Linked DNA regions of Macaca mulatta: region 2 is linked to region 1. A link is a contact called in public Hi-C data. All regions are on one chromosome and are shown on one strand. The core of a region is the stretch at or near the end of the contact, and the rest is flanking DNA. Distances in the headings are between cores, read along the strand shown.

The links. A called contact is a pair of places that touch in the nucleus more often than the background predicts.
Region 2: a contact with region 1 is called in a Hi-C map of CD4 T cells, with 5 times the contacts expected there. The contact joins two enhancer-like sites. A contact is called at or near these places in 5 of 14 Hi-C or Micro-C datasets (CD4 T cells, blood, fetal cortex germinal zone and 2 more).

What each region holds. Positions count from the first base shown.
Region 1 is chr2:106,497,944-106,505,093 of T2T-MMU8v2.0, reverse strand. No RefSeq gene overlaps it. Among named protein-coding and RNA genes, the nearest start is that of POMGNT2, 55 kb to the right of the region's middle. Within about 2 kb of position 2,608, at least 19 of the 40 cell types and tissues checked have an H3K27ac peak or open chromatin away from gene starts, as enhancers often do. A contact at or near this core is called in CD4 T cells, where this site is marked.
Region 2 is chr2:106,840,153-106,847,051 of T2T-MMU8v2.0, reverse strand. The region is part of intron 11 of ANO10 (anoctamin 10); the gene reads left to right. Among named protein-coding and RNA genes, the nearest start is that of ANO10, 99 kb to the left of the region's middle. Within about 2 kb of position 2,656, at least 5 of the 40 cell types and tissues checked have an H3K27ac peak or open chromatin away from gene starts, as enhancers often do. A contact at or near this core is called in CD4 T cells, where this site is marked.

The DNA of each region.
Region 1 (7,150 bases), core at 1,359-3,858:
GCGTAAACCCCAGAGGCAGAGCTTGCAGTGAGCTGAGATCCAGCCACTGCACTCCAGCTGGGGCAACAGAGCAAGACTCCATCTCAAAAAAAATAAAAAAAAAAAAAATAAAGCCATAAATAGCTACTCTTATGTAGGTTCAGTAGTTCTTCTTAAGTAAACTTGTATTGTTGCAAGCTTTTGGTTGATTTTTGGAGTTAAGGAAAAGTTAATTTTAGCAATTTTTTTGGCCAGTGTTTTCATTACTTTTATGAAGAAACAGATTTATGAAGGCTCTCACTCTGCCATTCTGGTCCCCTATTAATTTATACTCAGCAGTTTTTCCTTTTTTGATAGTCTAACAATACCACTGTAGACATTCTTGTAAGCATGTCCTTTAAGCATTTGTCTGATTACTCTTAAATACATTTTTCAGGCTGGATCAAGGAGATAATGCTTAAAATGTTTATACCCCAGCAAGGTAATAACAGTGTGGTCCCTTCAATAACATACTCGTCTCCTTTGCAGAATTGGGTTTGGTCATTCTTTTTCGTCTTTACTGGTCTAAAATGCAAAGAATCATTTTTTGTTTGAATTAACATGTCCTTGATTACTAGTGAGAATAAATATCTTTTCCAATATTTGCCACTATTTGCTCTTCTTTTGTTTATATTATAGCTTTTCTCTATTCCTCTCTCCTCCCATCTCCCCCATTCTCCCCCACCACATCCCACATGAAGAGCCTGAACTCTTTGAAAGGTTCAATTCCACTAATTGCCTTATAAACCAATATATCTAAGTGCCAATGAAAAACTTAGACCAACTCAGAAATGCATGATGAAGTCATAACCAAAATGTCTCGGTGTAATAGACGTTACAGCTTCAGCATCAGGGGTGTTATTGCCTTGTACAATTGTTTGTGTGATCCCATCTTCCTCGGGTAGTATGGATGGCACTCCCAGGCTAACAGGAATCAGTTTTTCTGCTTTATGATGCACTCTCGAACCGTTAATTATGTCCATCTCACCCCCAGCTATGTGTGATCTCTTTCCTTCTCCAGACTGAGAGATGGAGGAGGGGAGTAAACCTGGCTTGTCTGAGGGGCACAGGATAGCCTTCAGGAGCCCTGCCCAGACTCTGAATGTAACTCACCCAGTCACAGCTTTTCACAGGCCATCTCACCTGAGTCACCATGGGGACAAAGTACAGGAGAACCTTGCCTTACCCTGCTCATGGGAGACTCCATCACAAGATCTTGTCTTCTGCAGAAGCAGGAGGCCCAGGAGACTCAGGATTCCACTCTGGCTCTGCCCAGAGTGTCGCATTGTAGAGGACAGGAGGATACCCTCAGGCAGCCCTTGCCTCTTACAGAATCAACACGGTCAATAGGAAGATGAGAGATGGGACTGGCTGGCTTGAAGTCCTGTCCAGCCCAGCCACTTATGATTGGGTTACCAATGAACACCTAGACCCTGTGTGAATATTCAGAGGTTGGGGAAGTGCACCCTCCTCAACCCTCACCCCTGCTCCCCACACAGGACACCAGTCCTCAGTTTGGTCTGGGAAGTCAAGTTGTCTGAGCTTGAATCCCACTCCACTTCCTACTGGCTATGTGACCTTGGGCAAGTTACTTAATCTCTCTGTTCCTCAGTTTCCTCACCTGTAAAATGGGGACAATGCTATTACCTACCTCAGGCAGTTACTGGGAGTGGTTCTAAGAGAGGTAACAGATATACAGTGCTTCCAACTGTGACTGGTAGACAATAACCACTCAAAAAATGTTAGCAATCAAAATGCTTTAGAGTTTAGCTGCTCTTAGCCTTGTCCTCTGCAGCCATTGTCTATCTTAACAGCAGGAAATCTGCTGGGGCTGGGGCACACTGAGCACTGTGCCAGGATGCCCACCACCTGGGGATGGGTGAGGAGATGGGCTGGTGGAACCCTGGAACTCTGCTCCTGCACTGTTTCCTGGGAGAAGAATTTGTGCCTGCTCCTAAGTGCAATATACGGAGCCCCATGACTTGGAGTCATAAAGATTTGCCTTTAAGTGCCTGCTCCTTATTGACTGTCCATGAGACCTTCATAAGGGTGAATTCCCTAACCTCTGGGTGTCGATTCGTTCATTTTAAAAATGGAAATCACAGTATGCACCACTTGCTGTGTTAGGGGAAAGATTAAATTGCTAATGCCTAAGACCTGATAAACACCACTGGCACCACACTAAGGATTCATTTTGGGTTGTACAAAGTGACATTCTGCTCTTACCTTTTCTCTTATCATAAAGAGCACCCCCCCGCCCCCCTCCCCCAGGTGCCCACCACCTCCACAGCCCTATTTCAAATAAAGGACATACCAAAGTTTCTGCAAATTTGGTCTTATTTAAAGCCAAGCAGAGGTGGCTTTTATGTGATGTGACATAAAAACTCAGACTGAGCCCTGTTTTGCTTTCTCTTTTGGCTGCTGACTTGAACTAGCCGCCTGTCTTCCCCTCAGACCGCGGGAGCCCGGGTTGCCAGGTAAAATCAGCACAAGTCTAAGGCTTCCCATCAGCTCAACCTGAGTTTCCTCCACTTATGCTGTCTGCAGTGGCTTCGGCATCCCGAGCCCAGGGGCCAAGGGTGCTGTGTGGCTGTGCTGACACACTTCCTTCCCCTTGAGTAACCCTGGGGCCTGGGATGCAGGAGAGGGAGCAAGTGAGCCAGTGCTCAGAGAACAGCCACCTACAAACCCCCAGGCGGGACCTCCTAAAAGGTTGCACTTAGCCTCTACAAAGAACCAGGCCCTTTTCCTCAGCGGAACCATTTCCAGAACGCAAAGCACCCTCTGGGGAGGTCCAGCTGCTGCGCCTTTGCCACTTCTCAGTGCTGAGCTGGTTTGGCAGGGAACGTGGCAGGCAGCAGTTGGCAGTCGCAAGGGTCAGAGGAGCATTCTGTGGCATTTTTACAGAGTCACGTTTCCGACTTGATTGAAAGAATCTTTAATAATATATAGGTTTTAAGTGACTGAGGCTTGCTCTTGCCAAATCCTAGCATAAAGCATATTTTTACAGCTGGGATGCTAAATCCCTGAAAGACGGCACTTACCATGGAAACGCTGACACAGCCTTTCGTTCCCTTCACAGTGATTAAAATCCTCATTTCAATTTTTTTTTCTTTATTTTGAGCTAGAGTCATTTGCAAGCCCAGGAATACATCTCTCTCTGAAAGAAAACGAAATGCTGCCCTCTGTCAGAAATAAAATGGAACTGCTTTTTTTTTTTTTTTTTTTTGAGACGGAGTCTCGGTCTATCGCCCAGGCTGGAGTGCAGAGGAGCCATCTTGGCTCACTGCAAGCTCCGCCTCCTGGGTTCACATCATTCTCCTGCCTCAAGCCTCCCAAGTAGCTGGGACTACAGGCGCCCGCCACCGCGCCCGGCTAATTTTTTGTATTTTTAGTAGAGATGGGGATTCACCGTGTTAGCCAGGATGGTCTTGATCTCCTGACCTCGTGATCCACCCACCTCAGCCTCCCAAAGTGCTGGGATTACAGGCGTGTGCCACCGCGCCCGGCCAAAATGGAACTGTTCTTAACTCATTGCAGTAGTACAAATCTTGCTTTGAAGCATCATGAAAACCCAGGAAATCAGGCTTTCTAGCCAGAGTAGAGACTCCTGCAGAACTTACCTTGTTTCCTAAGGAAAGTAAAACAGAGATGGAAAGGCAGGCAACCAACGGTGTGTTATCAAACAAGAGGCCCCTATGGGCACCTGGAGATTTAGCCTTTGAGGAATTCTGGGAGCCATTGTAGCCAGTGCATATCAGGGCCATCCTGCCTACAAGGTGGGATGCTCTGGGGTGTTTGTTCGCCAGTTCCCACCAGTCACTGGTTTCAAGCTGCCACACATCAATTCTCATGCATTTCTGGCCTGCTGGTCATTGCAGGCTCCAATGGCCAGAGGGAGCCCTCAGGCAAACAGATGCAGGTTTGGCAGTTGGAGGCCCAGCCCTCGAGCTGGTGAGGCCCAAGTGCATATAGGGAGCCCTGATCTGTCTGCTGAACCCACTCTCCATTATCCCTTTTATGCTCCTTTGGACTGTTTTATTTGCAAGTATATTTAATATGGTTTGGATGTTTGTCCCCTCCAAATCTCATGTTGAAATGTAATCCCCAGTGTTAGAGGTGGGGCCTAGTGGGAGGTGTTGGGGTCAAGGGGGCGGATCCCTGATGAATGACTTGGTGCCCTCCCCATGGTAATGAGTGAGTTCTCACTCTTAATTCACAGGAGAGCTGGTTGTTTAAAGGAGCCTGGCACCTGCTCCTTGCTCTCTTGCTCCCTCTCTCGCCCTGTGACATGCTGGCTTCCCTTCCCTTCTGCTATGACTAAAAGCTTCTTGATGCCTCATCAGAAACTAAGCAGGTGTGGGCGCCATGCTTCTTGTGCAGTCTGCAGAACTGAGAGTTAAATAAACTTCTTTTCTTTATAAATTACCCAGCCTCGGGTATTCCTTTATAACAACACAAAATGAACCAATACAATATTTCATTCCCTTGGGGTTCAGGGAATTCCCTCTGTTTATCCAAGTCTTATCATCTGTGCTGAACCAAAAGCTCAGTGATCCTACTAACCAAATGCCCAGGAATGTCCTTCTACCTTTCCACATCTTGTAATTGGAAAATCCGTAATTGACCCGGCCATATATCTTAATCTGCCAATGAGATCTCAGCAGTGTTTCTCATTTAATGGCTGATGTGGTCTCAAATTTCCCAACCCAACAAGGCTTCATTCAACTCTGCAAATCATATTAGAACTTGGCCTAATGAGACCTGAGCATTTCCCTGATTCTGCACATGGTCTGAGCTTGGCAACAGGGTTTTCCAGAGTGTTCCACAGATAATATTCCTGGAGAGATATTCCTAAGAATGGGGATCCAGAGATGAGATAAGCCTGGTAACATCACTAGGTATAGCACCCTCTTAAAGATCATAAGACCCACCAGGATATTAAAAGCTCCAAGAAGTCCTGCGGGGAATAAATCCAGTTAGCTTTGTTTAACTCAATGTTTTCCAACTTATTTCATCACTGGACTAGTTTTTCATGAAACATCTATTATCATCCTGTAACACACTGGATATAGTACACTTAAATGAATTTGTCTTTTGTTTCCCCCCCTTATTTTAGTGAATTTAAAAAATATTTTTATTATACAAGTACAACATGTTTCTTGTAGAAAGACTGGGCTGGGGGCAGTGGCTCACGCCTGTAATCCCAGCATTTTGAGAGGCCAAGGCGGGCGGCTCACAAGGTCAGGAGTTCGAGACCAGCCTGGCCAACATAGTGAAACTCCATCTCTACTAAAAAAAAAAAAAGAAAAAGAAAAAAAAAACAAAAAATTAGCTGGGCGTGGTAGCAGGTACCTGTAATCCCAGCTACTTGGGAGGCTGAGGCAGGAGAATTGCTTGAACCTGGGAGGCAGAGGTTGCAGTGAGCTGAGATCATGCCATTGCATTCCAGCCAGGGCAACAGTTTGAGACTCTGTCTCAAAAAAAAAAAAAAAAAAAAAAAAAAAAAAAAAGACTAAGACTAAAAAAATACAAATAAGGAAAAAAGGGAGAAAAGGCACCACGGCATAATTACTGTGAACATTTTGGGTTCTGGCAGAGCATGTGTCCACGTTTCAGCATTCCTTTGTGAGAAGCAGTTTTTATTATAACAAAAATTAATCTGTCTTCCCAGATTATGTTCAGTTTTATGACCCTTGATTCTAAGTAGCAGGTTTCATAAAAGAAAACACACATTCCAGCCAGCAACGGCCAAAGAACCATTCTGAATTATTTCCAAAACCCCAGGTGGAGGAAAATTCCTCTACCATATGTTGCACCTTTTATAGGAAGTGGCAGGCCAAGAAAATAAACGAATTGGTAGGAAGAGGAAAAAATGTGATTTCTCAACCATGGAAAAATATTTATTATAAAAAGGCAATAATGAAATACATTCAAGAATCTGGATGATTGTCTTTGGAAGATGAGCTCAAAGGTGACTTTCTTTGCTGCTGTAAAATCAAAGCATAAAGATAAGTATTTTGTAAAAAGCATCCTCTCTCCCCCCAAAAAACCAGCCACAGTAGGAATTAAAGCAGAGTAGGGAACACTGTGTCTTGGCTGGGGGAGAGAGAGTATTGCCTGGGAGGTGACACAGCCCCTGGGGTAGGGCCAGGTGCGTCTCTCCCAAAAAGCACTGGGCTTGCTGCATGACCTCCAGATGCAGCAAGCCTTGTGTGGGGCCATGGGTGGCTCAAGGGAATGCAGGAGGTAGAGTTAGTCACAATGACAAAATGCTCCCTGAAAACCTGAGCATATTTCTTCCCTAGGGGCTTTGCCCTGGCTAGCTGTTCCCTCAGCCTGGGATCATCTTTCAGATCTGAGCTTAGAGAGGGCCTCTGAGGAACCCAAGAGCACACAGCATTAGGGCAGGGCCAACATCTGCCTGACTGCAAATCCCACAGCCTCAAGCTTTGAGCTGTCACAGGGTTTTCAGACAGTTACAATTTAAGAAGGGAAGATTTCTGCCCTAAACTTGGCACATATGTGCTATCTGAAGTCCTGAAGAGAACATCTGATGCATAACTCCAGATCTCCTTCTTTTCAAGACAATGGCTTATCTGAAACGGCTGAAGACAACTCCGATTCTGTCTTTTGGACTGGAAGACCATTCTGGGAGAGTGGGGTACATGCTCTGTGCACACAGTCACAAGCCACAGCCCCCTTGCTGCTAGCCTGTCTCCCTTGCCCTCTTGTAGCAAGAGCCAGCCAGTCCTCCAGGCTCTGTGACAACACCGCACAACACATGGACTCAGAGGAAGTTCCTCCACGCAGAGCAAGCTGCCCACCAATGATGGCCACTGAGTGCCAACCAGATGCCACACTGCCCTGCTGCCGGAGGGGGAACCTGGAGAGCAACAACGCTCGCTTTCATTTTATCTCATCTTCTTGTGTCAACTCCTCACAGCGCTCTCCCTGACCCCCTAGGTAACACAGCAGCCCTTGTCACTGTCAAACCCCTGATCCCCCTTTACTTTTCTTCTTAGCATTTATCACTCCCTCATGTCATGGTGTCTCTCTCTCAAGGTGTTCACCTTGATTCTCCAGCACCCAGAACGCTGCCTGGCACCAACACATGCTCGATAAATGTCTG
Region 2 (6,899 bases), core at 1,407-3,906, 340 kb before region 1:
TACCCAGTACTGGGGTGGCTGGGTCAAATGGTATTTCTAGTAATAGATCCTTGAGGAATTGCCACACTGTCTTCCACAATGGCTGAAGTTTTTGCCCATTTTCTAATGAGTTTTTTTAGTTGTTGAGTTTTTAAAAATATTTCTGTATCCTAGGTAGTACTCCTTTGTTGGATATGTGGTTTGCAAATACTTTTTCCGAGTCTGTAGCTTCACATAAGCTTTGAAAAGTTTTTAATTTCAATGAGGTCTCTTCATGACTTTTTAATGTTTGGTCTTTTTTGAAAAATGGGGAGAAGTACCTTCACTAGAATTAGAGCATTTTTCTGTTTTAATTATTTTTATTCTTTTTTATTCTCTACCCTCTGCCCCTTGACTTTTACTCTCTCTTTAGCAACATAAACTTTTTCTTGGTTGTGAAAAATATTGTAAAGCATTAAAATTATACTTTATTTCAGTGTTCCTAGTGTTCTTTAATAAGGAACTTCACATTTTTCCCTTGCCTTTTACAAACACCTAGAACATTTCCTTTTCGTTTGATCACATTTTTTGCAAGCATTTGTTGGCAATTGTTTATGCTCTTCAACTGTTTCATGCTAACTATATAATCTTCCCCTTTTTCTTCAAAACTAGACCTGTGTGCAGATGGCATTTCATTTTTATCATAGAATAGTGACAGAACGGCCCCCTAGAACCCACAGAGAAAATCCCTGAGCTTGTATATTTATTTTCTCCAGTTATGAGAAGAAAAGGCTACCCTCATCCTTCAGGATTTAGAGATATGCCTTTCCTGAGTGTCCGTTGTCACTCTCCTACAGTCCACCATCGGAGGTTTGCTGTGTTTCCTTTTTTTTTTTCTTTTGTCTCTTGTGAAGGGGTCAGTCCTAGCTATGAGGGCATCCAGGCAGTGCTGGCTAGTCTGCTGCTAAACTTCCAGGGACCAGCAGCAGCAGGGGTTGTGGGAGGTATGCCTTGCACGTTTGACCCATCTGCATGTTGTGTCCAGTTGAAGAAGCAGCCCTGGGTAAGGATTGTGCCCCAGCTTCCCACATGGCCCGGACCTGTGGTAGGTGCCTGAGCCTCGATGAACACTTCGTGTTCCCTCCTGTGAAGAAGGGGAAGGGGAAGAATACAACCCACCCTGTCTCCTACGAAGGGCAGTCCAGAAAATTTCTCACATCCTTCTTTTTGTGGTATCTGACTCTAGTGAAAGAAGGTACCCAGTGACTTTCCTTGCTGTATGGATACGGAGAGAAATGTACTTATCAACTCTTGGGTAGATAAAAAGATAATGATACCAAGCCTACTGACAAAAAGCACCTTTTTTCTTATGAAACTGACATGACTTCTAGAATCTTCCAATAAGTAGGAATTAGAACTCATTCAGTTAATTCAATAGATATATTAACACCTACTTGATGCCAGACACTTTACTTGGCAGTGAGGATACAGCAGTGAACAGAAGGAAGGAAAACCTCTGTACTCGTGGAGTATATTTTAGGGGGGAAGATAGATGATAACGAGATGAAATGTATAGTATGTTAATCAGTGATAACCACTCAGGAGAAAAATAAGGTGAGGAAGGGAAATGGGAAGTACCATGGTAGGGGTGGTGGTACAGTTTTAAGGAAGTTGGTCTGAGAAAATGTCCTAGGGAGACTGATTTCTGGGTTAAGACCTGGAGTGAGTGATGGGAAAGCAATGCAGATACCTGGCGGAGGGGGGGCCTCTGGATATTCTGTTGACTATAAAATGCACAGGATATGAGCAAAGGCAGAGAGACCAGGTAGGAAGCCATGGCAATGACTTAGGACAGAGACAATAGTGTCCTGGACCAGGGCAGGAAATGTGGAGGTAGCCAAAGTGGGTGGGTTGTGGATAGATTTTCAAGGCAAAAAGAAGGATTTGATAATATGATGGAGGTGAGGGGTAACAAAAGAGAGACATCACAGATGACCCTCTGGTTTGGCCTGAGCACCTTCACAAATGGAATTGTCATTTCTGAGACAAGGATGACGCTGAGAATGGTTCGTGTCAAATAAGTCCTAGATAATACTGTAAGAGCATTATATCTTTATTTTAAAGGTGAGGATTAACACACATAGAGTAAAATGCATTAAAGTGTACTCATTCAAAATTATAGCTTTGCAGGAACACTGTATCTTAAACATCTTTTATTCATCATCGGAATTTGGGGGAAATATTTTTTCTTTGTTTCTTTAATAATTTACATCTTAAATCCTTTATCATTTTTAGCTGTTCTGAGAAACAAGGCACATGTCTCTCTGCTACAGATTGAAACATAAAATAATTTCTTCCACAAGTATCTTTTAGCCCTATTATACATACTCATAATATCCTGGCCCTATAGGGAGAATAAAGTATAATCTTTGCCCTCAGGGACCATATTATTTAGTTGAACATAAATAAATAATGTGAAAACTGCAGAATAATAACAAATTCAAACCCACTGGCTGACAGTTTTTCATTTCTTGACCTCATGAATGTGTATGTCACCTCCTTCTCTGGAATATCCATCACAAAATGACAGTGTTTTGGTTCTGTGATCTGAAAGATGACTTACTGAAAAGAGCATGTGAAGAAAATGTGTTATATCATTCCTGATGAGTAAGAAAGCCAACTGAGGCTTTGAAGCATGCCTCACATAAAGGGCTTTGATGTGGTATAATTTTGGGTTTCACTGGTACCTGAGTAAACCCATGTAGATGATGACATCTCATGAAAAACACATGCTTCTTAGTCAATTTACTAGTGAAATAGTGTTGAGGGAATCCAGCCTATAGGCAGTCCTCATGCTCAGCAGAAAAATGTTCTGACAATTAAAACAATTTTAATTTGAATCTTATTTTCTCATAGCAAAAGTGATGTGACAGAAAATTTTGATTCTAACTGGGGATCTGATGCCCAACATTTTATAGAAATTACCGTAAACATTGTACTTAATTACATTTATTTTCAAGTGTAAGTGGCATGCTATTTAGTGTAGAACTTAGATAGTATTTAAAAACTCAATGGCATTTTATTTATGCTAATCCTATCTCATACTATACCAGAGGCTGCTTTTGTTTTCATGCATTCTACTTAAGTTTTACTAAAGCAAACCAGAGCAACTCTCATGGCACTTAACAGAATTCAAAAGAACTTTGTTCAGATTTTTACCATCTTCTTTGAAAGAAACTTTGGACTGGTTGATAAATTTTTTGAAACGGATTCAAGAATAATTTTCTTTCTGCTGGGCACAGTGGCTCACACCTGTAATCCGAGCGCTTTGGGAGGCCAAGGTGAGAGAATCACGAGGTCAGGAGTTCAAAAAATACAAAAATTAGCCAGGCGTGGTGGCATGTGCCTGTAATCGAGCTACTCAGGAGGCTGAGGCAGGAGAATTGCTTGAACCCAGGAGGCGGAGGTTGCAGTGAGCCGAGATCGTGCCACTCTACCTCAGCCCGGGTGACAGAGCAAGACTCCATCTTAACAAAAAAAAAAAAGAATAATTTTCTTTCTGTCATTTCTCTGATATTTTGTTGAAAAGACTTTTTCCTCTAAACTACATAAACTAATGTGATTTTTTATGAACAGTAACTCTCTTAGCAATGGCAGAAAACTGTGCCATCATAGACAGCTACAGTTGCAGTCAGCTAGGTACCAATTACATTGCCCATCTGCTTCATAATTGTTATTTACGTTTCTTGGCAGAGATATTTCATGCTTCTCCTTTGCCTTTGATTTATTTGCATTGGTTTTTTTCACCTGTAGATCACACTTTAGATCTCCAACACTCTATCTATCTATCTATCTATCTATCTATCTATCTATCTATCTATCTATCTATCTATCCATCCTTATTTTTTGAGGCGGAGTTTTACTCGTCACCCAGGTTGGAGTGCAGTGGCGCAATCTCAGCTCACTGCAACCGCCGCCTCCTGAGTTCAAGTGATTCTTTTGCCTCAGCATCCCGAGTAGCTGGGATTATAGGTGTCTGCCACCATGCCAGCTAATTTTTGCATTTTTAGTAGAGACAGGGTTTCACCATGTTGACCAGGCTTGTCTCGGACTCCTGACCTCAGGTGATCCACTGCCTCGGCCTCCCAAAGTGCTGGGATTATAGGCGTGAGCCACCGCGCCCGGCCAATCCCCAACACTTTATTATAACAAGATTTTATATAACAAGGTGTTATACAACAAGACTCAAACCTTCAGTGCAAATGGCAGCCTTGCTAAGATTTGCTATACTGTGAAAAAAATCCTCTTTCAGCCTTAAAATCATAAAACTCACCTGATTAGAGTACAGTTTTTAATAGGATAAATGACTGTGAAGTGATGAGACCTCTCTTTGTATGACCGCATTGAGAAATTCAAACAAATCTTAACTGTCAGAGCAGCCAAGGCAGCCTATAAACTTAGGCTGGGCTTGGCCTGAAACCTGTTTGAAACTCTTTTATTTGTTTTTTTCAGAGATGTCTTCATAGCCACATGAGAAAATTCATTTTTTATGTTATGGTGATAGCTCACTCCCCCTTTGACTAATATTGTTCTCTTTGTCCTGTCTTCCTTGTCATATGGCTTAGCTCTGCCCCCTTCTCTTCATTCATGGCTGCTTAAGCTTCTGATGGATCCTGAAGGAAGTAGATAACTTGCCTTGTGGCTTTGGAGCCATCACATCACATTTGATCTATGGGCCTACTCCCCTCTCCTCATCTCCTGGGATGAATATTAGTAGTGATCTACTTGTAAGACTTGGGTTTCCCAAGAAGAAAATAATTAGGTGATCTCTCTCCCCACCCCCCACCAAGAAATCAAAATAAATTAGAATCTTCCTTTCAGTATGAGAGTATTTAAAGGTGTTTTAAACCACTAGAGGGAGCCCATATTGTTCTGATTTCTGAATCCTATCATGTTTAACAGCTTGATTTTATTGCCTGTATAAAATGATCTCTCTAACCAATGCCTGGATCGCTACATCCATAACTGTAGTGTTCTCCATTAGTTTGCATATTTTCCTTTTTCCCAGTTATTTTTTTTTTGTGGTAAAATATACATAATACAAAATTTATTGTCTTGACCATTTTAAGTGTACAATTCAGTGGTATTAAATAAATTCATAATGTGCAACCACAGTCATCATCCACCTCTGTAATTCTTTTCATCTTGTAAAACAGAAACTCTATACCCATTAAACAGTAACTCCCTATTATCCCCTCCACCTAGATCCTGGCAACAGCCCCTCTACTTTCTGTCTTTATGATTTTGACTATACTAGGTATCTGACACAAGTGGAGTCATACAGTACTTGTCTTTTCGTGGCTGTCCTATTTCCCTCAACATAATGTCGTCAGAGTTCTTCCATGCTGTAGCATGTCAGAATTCCCTTAGTTTTTAAGGCTGAATAATATTCCTTTGCACATACGTACCTCATTTTGCTTATCCATTCATCTGTTGGTGAATACTGTGATGCATCTACTTTTTAGCTGTTGTCTTAGTTCATTTGTGTTGCTATAAAGGTATACCTGAGGCTGGGTAACTTGTTTTTAAAAGGGATTTATTTGGTTCATGGTTCTGCAGGCTGTACAGGAAGTGTGGCACAAGCATCTCCATCTGGTGAGGGCCTCTGGCTGCTTCCACTTGTGGTGCAACAAGGTGAAGGGGAGCTGGTGTGTAGAGATTACATGGTGAGAGAGGAAGCAGGAGAAGCGGGGAGGTGCCAGGCTCTTTCTGACAGTCAGCTCTGGCAGGAACAAATAGAGTGAGAACTCACTCATTACAACAAGGATGGCACCAAGCCATTCATGAGGAATCTGCCCCCATGACACAAACACTGCCCACTAGGCACCATCTCCAATATCAGGGATCAGATTTCAACATGAGGTTTGGGGGAACAAATATACAAACTATAGCAGGTATTGTGAATAATGTTTTATAAACACAGGTATACATGTATCTCTTCAAGACCCTGATTTCAATTCTTTTGGGTATATACCCAGAAGTGGAATTAGTGGATCATATGGTAATTCTATTTTTAATTATTTGAGGAACTTCCATACTGTTTTCCATAGTGGCTGTACTATTTTACATTTCCACCAGCAATGCACAAGGATTCCAATTTCTCCGTATTCTCACCAACACTTGTTATTTTCTGGTTTTGTTTGTTTGTAGTAGCCATCCTAATGGGTGTGAGGTAAGGAGAAAAATGGAAAATCACCCAATGGAGACCATCGTTTATACTGGTGTTCTTGTACTCTGTGGCTCAGAATGGGATGTGGGTGAAGTAATTTGAGACAGATCATTTTGATAGCTCCTTGGCTGGGTTCTGTGTCTGTCTTCCTCCCCTTCTCCATAACACTCACTGTCATCTTCCACCACCTTTCTTTCCACCAATCCCTGGACAGATTTAGTTCCATTCAGCAGAATATCAGTCATGTGTAGACATTATTATGCTGGGCTCTGTGGCAAAGTAGAAGGTGAATAATGAGCTGTCTTTCTTGTCAGGGTAACAATCTTAGTCTTCATTGCATCCAGGGAATGTGTTTTGGCCTCTTTCAACCTTTCTTCCCTTTGCTTTCCTCTACCTCTCTACTAAGAAGCTTTGACCTCATGATTTCTCAGGTCTCCTTCGCTGTTTTAGATTCTCTAGATTTTTCATTTTTCAATCAGTGGCGTTGTTTTTGTGTTTTATTGTCTTTTTAAAGTGTTGGGAATTTATAAGATTTTACACTTCCTGGTATAGTTTGGATGCTTGTCCCTCCAAACCTCATGTTGAAATCTGATCTGTAATGTTGGAGGTAGTGCCTAATGGGCAGTGTTTGGGTCATGCGGGCAGATCCCTCATGAATGGCTTGGTGCCATCCTTGTGCCAACGAATGAGTTCCCACTCTGTTAGTTCCTGC